Linked DNA regions of Mus musculus: region 1 is linked to region 2. The links are chromatin contacts, called in public HiChIP or PLAC-seq maps. All regions are on one chromosome and are shown on one strand. The core of a region is the stretch at or near the end of the contact, and the rest is flanking DNA. Distances in the headings are between cores, read along the strand shown.

Evidence for each region. HiChIP or PLAC-seq counts read pairs in DNA pulled down with a chosen protein or histone mark.
Region 1: a contact with region 2 is called in an HNF4G HiChIP or PLAC-seq map of pancreatic cancer cells. The contact joins two enhancer-like sites. A contact is called at or near these places in 1 of 115 datasets of contacts at active chromatin or transcription factors (pancreatic cancer cells) and 1 of 9 other capture datasets (liver).

What each region holds. Positions count from the first base shown.
Region 1 is chr13:96,520,693-96,523,922 of GRCm38.p6, reverse strand. The region is part of intron 1 of Polk (polymerase (DNA directed), kappa); the gene reads left to right. Among named protein-coding and RNA genes, the nearest start is that of Polk, 20 kb to the left of the region's middle. Within about 2 kb of position 1,877, at least 4 of the 459 cell types and tissues checked have an H3K27ac peak or open chromatin away from gene starts, as enhancers often do. A contact at or near this core is called in pancreatic cancer cells, where this site is marked.
Region 2 is chr13:95,552,396-95,555,711 of GRCm38.p6, reverse strand. No RefSeq gene overlaps it. Among named protein-coding and RNA genes, the nearest start is that of Gm32640, 5.2 kb to the right of the region's middle. Within about 2 kb of position 1,466, at least 52 of the 459 cell types and tissues checked have an H3K27ac peak or open chromatin away from gene starts, as enhancers often do. A contact at or near this core is called in pancreatic cancer cells, where this site is marked.

The DNA of each region.
Region 1 (3,230 bases), core at 628-3,127, 970 kb before region 2:
CAACCCCTGATGAAATAGAAGCAGCAATTAAAAGTTTCCTCATCCAAAAAGCTCAGGGACAGAGGGATTCAGTGCAGAATTCTATTAGATCTTCAGAACATAAATGTCAATACTCCTTAAATTATTCTACAAAGTAGAAACAGAAGTAACATTCCCCGATTCTTTTTATGGAGCCACAATTACCCCAATACCTAAGGATACAAAGACCAACAAAATGAATTACAAACCAATATCCTTTATAAACACAGGTGCAAAAAAAAAAATCAATAAAATACTTGCAAACCAAATTTAAGAACATATCAAAATTATTGCCCAGTTGTCTGATCAACTTGGCTTTAACCCAGAGAGCCAGAGATGGTTGAAGATACATAAATCAATATATGTAATATATCACATAAACAGACCAAAAGATAAAAACCACATGATCATCACATTAGATGCAGGAAGGCCTTTGACAAAAATCCATCATGCCTTTATGTTAAAAGTCCTGGAGAAACTAAGGATACAAAGGACACAGCAACACAGCAAGCTATGTTACAGCAATTCCAGAGAGAAACTTCAAGCATTTGTGCTGAAATGAGGACCAAGAGAAGACTGCCCACTCTCTCCACACATATTCAATACAGTACTTGAAGTCTTAGCTAGAGAGCCAACTGAAAGAGACCAGGGAAATACAAATAGAAAAGAAAAAGTCTGTGGTTTTTTATTTGCAGATAATGTGATTCTATACATAAAAGGCATTAAAAAGTCCATCGAGAAATTTCTACTGCTGATAAACACTCAGTAGCAGTATACAAAACACACAAAAGTCAGTAGCTTTCCCATATACAACTGTCAAACTGAGAAAACAGGGAAATAATACCATTCACAATAGCCTCTAAAAATATTTGGGGTAACTCTAATCATGCAAGTGAAAGACTTATATAATAAAAACTTTAAGACATTGAAGAAATAACTTATATACCAGAAGCTGGATAGATTTTTCATGGTCATAGATTGATGGGATTAATGTAATGAAAATGACCATCCTACCAAAAGCAATCTACAGACTCAACACAATTCCATCAATATTCCAACACTTTTCTTCACCACATTGAAAAAACAATTTTCAGATTCATATGGAAACTCAAAAAGTGCAAGATAACTAAAATAATATAACAATTCTGGTTAATAAAATAACTATTAGAAGTAATCACCATCTCCAATCTCAAGTAGGACTACAGAGCTATGTTAATAATAACATCATGGATTGGCATAAAAACAGACATGTTGATTAATGGAATTGAACTGAAGGCTTCAGACTAAAGTCCACACACTTACGGATACTTGATTTTTTTTTTTTAACAAGCCAGAAGTACACACTGAAAAAAAAAAGACAGCATCTTCAGCAAATGGTGCTGTTAAACCAAATGGCTGCATGTAGAAGAATGTGAATAGATCCATATTTATCACCCTGCACAAAATAGTTCCAAATGGGTCAAAGGTCTCAATATAAGGCCCTGATTCTGGTACGAGAGATGGGAAATAGTGTTGAACTCATGACACAGGAAAACTTAACAAGACACTAATAGCACAGGCACTAAAACCAACAATAAATGGAACCTCATAAGACCGAAGAGCTTCTGTATGGCCAAGGACACCATCCATTAGGCAAAGCAGCAAGCTACACATTATGAAAGGTCTATACCAATTACATATCTGAGTGTGTGTGTGTGTCCCAAGTTGATTGTAGAGTACAGAACTAAACAGTTCTCAAAAGATGAAACACAATTGGTTGAGAAGCACTTTAAAAAAACGTTCAACACCCTTAGTCATCAGGGAAATGCAAATCAAAACTACTTTCTGACTCGCACCAGTCCCATTGGCCAAAATCAATAAAACAAATAACAGCTCATACTTGTGAGGATGTGGGGTTGGGGAACTCTTCTTGCTGATGACACACAAACTTGTACAGCCACCGTGAGGATCAATGTGGTGGTTCCTTGGGAATCTGAAAATCATTCCACTTCAAGATCCAGCTAGATCACTCTTGGGCATATATCCAAAGGATCTCTACGTCCAACCCAGAGATACTTACTTGTTCATGGATTTTCTACTCATAATCACCAGAAATTTATGACAGCTAAGCTGTCCATTAATTGATACGCGAATAATGGAATGTACATTTACGGGATGGAATGTTCAGCTTGTTTTAAAAAGTTTTTAAATTTCAGATAAATGGATCAATCTAGAAACCGAGACCCAAAGTGACAAACACTATGTTTTTTCTTATATGTGGATCTTAGCTTTTAAGCTGTCAATGTGTGCTCTACAGTCTGTATATCCACAGAGATTAGGTACCTAGTAAGGGACTGGGGAAAAGAGAGGACCTCCCAGGGAAGAGAATTTAGGGTATATTGTTATAAAGGAACAGTGGTAAGAGGAAGCCCTCCTAGCGTGGTAGGCCTAAATGTGGAGAGGAAAGGAGAAGTGAGGGAGGATGTGGGGGGGGGGGACTGACACTAGAGCCATTTGAGGGGCCATATGGAAACCTACTACTATAGACACTTCTTAAAATATATACATATATGAAAGAAATCAAAATGAAGTCGTCAAGTAAGAGGCAATGCCACAACTAGAATCTTATGCCACCATGTAAAACCTCCCGTCCCCAGAATAGGTTACATCTATTTAAATCGTTGGCCAAAGTGACACCAAAGAAATTGCCAAATATCTCAGGCTATTTCTAAAGCTATTTGTTGTTTTCCAAAACTGTTGGTAATTCCTTACTGCTGATACAGAACTTATATAATTCCATCAAACATGGTAATGTAGAGATGGTGCCTCACTAGAGGCTTCATCCTGAATGCCTCATGTTCATGGTACTGGAAAGTACTCATTCATGCGACTGGAGGAGAGGGGGAACTATCAACCCAGCTACAAACCCTGTAATCTGTAATGGTGATCTGCCAACAAGAGCTGCTGCTGTAATAGTGGCATAAACATTTGGAAGTAACCCACCACTCTGATTGGACTTAAGTACACTCCACGAGATGGCACCTGTGTCTGACAACACTGTGGTGGCCAAGAACCCTAGACTAGATAGGCCCTGGGCCTAATGGAAAAACCAGTATTGCTGTTCAGAACAGTAATAAAAAACAACAGTGGTCTTCAGTTTGTGATCCACAGTTTGAGAACCACTGTTCTAACCATATATTATATAAGGCAGTATAATATCTCCGAATAACATT
Region 2 (3,316 bases), core at 217-2,716:
CATCCTAGCTGCAGCACCACTGATGCTCTTTTCAAGAGACAGTTGTGGGCTGGAGAAGTGGCTCAGTGGTTAAGAGCACAGACTGCTCGCTGGGCGGGGTGATGGTGCACGCCTTTAATCCCAGCACTCGGGAGGCAGAGGCAGGAGGATTTCTGAGTTCGAGGCCAGCCTGGTCTACAGAGTGAGTTCCAGGACAGCCAGGGCTATACAGAGAAACCCTGTCTCGAAAAATCAAAAACAAAACAAAACAAAACACTGACTGCTCTTCCAGAGGTCCTGAGTTCATTTCCCAGCAACCAACCACATGGTGGCTCACAGCCATCAGTAATGGGATCTGATGCCCTTTTCTGACACGCAGGTGTACATTCAGATAGAGCACTCATATATATAAATGCATCAATCAATCAGTCTTTAAAGAGACAATTGTTTGAGTTCAACTTTGTGTACCTCGGGATGCTTAGCAGCATCAGTGGTGTGCCAGCCCAGCTCTGCCCCTAGTTGTGATAAGAAAGAAAAGGGAGGGAAAGAGGAGAAAAGAAAATATCCAAATATTACCAATGCCCCTGACAGGGTCAAAATGTCCCCAGTCAATGCTCATTAACTCCGCCTTCCTTACCTTTGTCTCATCCCGGAGCCCTACCAGCCACTCTAAATTCTGGGGGGTTAGGTTTCTGTAATAGTTAGCCTTGATTGTAGGTTTGTGCAAATCTAGAGTCAACTAAAACGCAACCTACTAGGCACTCCTTTGAGGGATTTTCTTGAGCAGATTCATTGAAGCAGGAAGTCCCACCCTCTGGTGGCGGCCCAGGTGTAAGGACATGGGAAAAGGAAACTGCTCTTTGACTGTCACCTCCATCCCTCCCGGCAAGATCATCTGTGACGTTCCTTCGTTCCTTCATCGAGACTAGAACCAGCATCTCTGAGGATTCCAGCACAGACAGAAGAGCAGCAGCAGCACTTCACAAATCTTCCAGAGCTTCCGGGCCCCACTGGGGCTGCTGAGACATCCCGCCTCTACCAGACTCTCAACCTCTCCTGAGTCAAACAGCCACTGTTGGATTACCAAGAACATTATCTTGGAAACCAGGCTAATAAACCATCTTTTTAAAGGCTCACTCATTCTATCTTGTCTGCTCCTTCACAGTTTTTCATATGCAAATCTGGGGGCAAGCGATCCAGACATTTACACTAGAGTGAAATGTTATAGAACTGAGGATTCTAATCAATAACCGGACCCAAAGAGCTGGCAGCAGGCACTTTGACCTGCACTGACACAGTCTATCCCAACAAATCCTTCCCGTCTTCCAGGTGGGGAAACACAGCTCAATGACTATTTGGTAAGCTGCAGTGCAGGAACAGAAATTCAGTGTCATTTCCAAACAGCAGCGCTCTCCCACTGCAGGGCACACAGAACTGTTCCATTCACCTCGTGATCAGTGATCGCTGACAGTTGATTAAGCCAAAGGACAGCTATCATCCTGTATTTGGCTTTCAGGTTGCCCCAGGGCAAATGAATTGGACTCAGGCCTGGAAGAGGGTGAGGCCTGTGGGAATACTTGGCTATGGGGAGTCAGCGGCCAGCCTTGCCGGCCAGCACTTCCCACAGGTATGCTGTGGTATTGACACAAAACCCAGAGGCACACTAGCAATAAGGAAGTCCACGGCTTCCGGGCCACACAGCTGGCAGAGCTAAAGACCACAGGCCAAAGCCAACCACACAGCCATGCTCTGCTACCCAGAGGCACAGTATTCACCAGCAAGCTCGCCAGGCCACTGGCTGCTTCGTGAGGCTCCACCAACATGCTCATGTCATGCTTTTTATGAAACAAGGATTTTCTTTTTTTTTTAAAGATGCAAAGTACAGAACAAGATAGAGAGAAAATGCAAATATTCCTCTCTCCTCTTCACTCTTCCCTGACCACTGCCTTCCTCAGAGAAGGCTGTGTCTAGCTCTTCACAGAACATCCTCTACTACTGGGCACATATCTACCCATTAGAAGCATGCTCGCCTGTACATTGGATTTTTCAGAAAGTGTATAATCATGGCTGTGCTCATTGGCTATGCCTCTCAATATACAGAGGACACAAATTTGGAGATCTCCCTAGTGTAGTTACACAATGCATGTATACCATTGGAAGACACTATTTCAATTATGTTTTTATGAGCAAATGATTTGTCGGTAATTTCCTTGAATCTTCTTCATGTCATGTTGGTCTATTAAGATTACATGAAGGGGCTGGAGAGGTGGCTTAAGAGCATTTGCTGTTCTTGAGAGGACCAGGGTTTGATTCCTACCACCCACATGGCAGCTCACAACTATATACAACTCTAGTTCAGGAGACCCAGTGCTTAGTCCACCCTCTGTGGACACTGCATGTCCCTAGAGGTGCACATACATGTGTGCGGGCAAAGCACTCAGTCACACAAAATAATTTAAAACTATTTTTGATTACATAAAAATTACAAATTAAGTTCACGCCTTTAATCCCAGCATTTAGGTGGGTCTTTGTGAGTTTGAGGCCAGCCTGGTCTACAAAGGAAGTTTGAGGTCAGCCAGGACAGAGAGAAGCCCTGTCTCAAAACAAGCAAAACCAGAAACCTTCAAAAAATGTTTTAAAAATAAATTACAAATTATATGTAAATCTGATTTTGGAAGAGCAAAGGGAGCATTGAAACTCCTTTTCTTGAGTGTTGGGGCTGTAGTTCAGTGGTAGGGCATGTGCTTAGCATGCACGAAGCCCTGGGTTCAATCCTTGGTGCTAAAGATAAGCAATTTAATTTTCTATGGGTTAGGTATCTCACTCAGTGACGAAGCATTGATTAGGCTGTGTGAAGACAGGTTTGTGTATGTTCATGTGTCTTTATTTTGTGGACTTATATGAGTATGCGTATTATGTGTATGTGTGTATTTATATGTATGTTTATATGTGAGTATATGTGTGTATGTATGTATATGAGTATATATGTGTGTGAGAGTGAGTGTATGTGTCTGTTCATGTGTGTTTGAGTGTATGTGTGAGTATGAGTGTATGTGTGTGTATATATGTGTATTTATATATGTGTGTATATGTATATGCATGAATGGATGTGTGTGAGATCGTGAATGTGTGAGTGGCTTGTGTGAATGTGAGTATATGAGTGTGTGTGTATATATGTATGTATATGTATGCGTGAGTATATGTGTGTGAATGTATATATGTATATGTATGTGGGTGTGAGTATATGTGTGTATATTTATATATGTACGTGTGAGTATATGTGACTGTATGTGTATGAGTGTGTGTCTGTGTGTTTGTGAGTGTATGTATGTGAGTA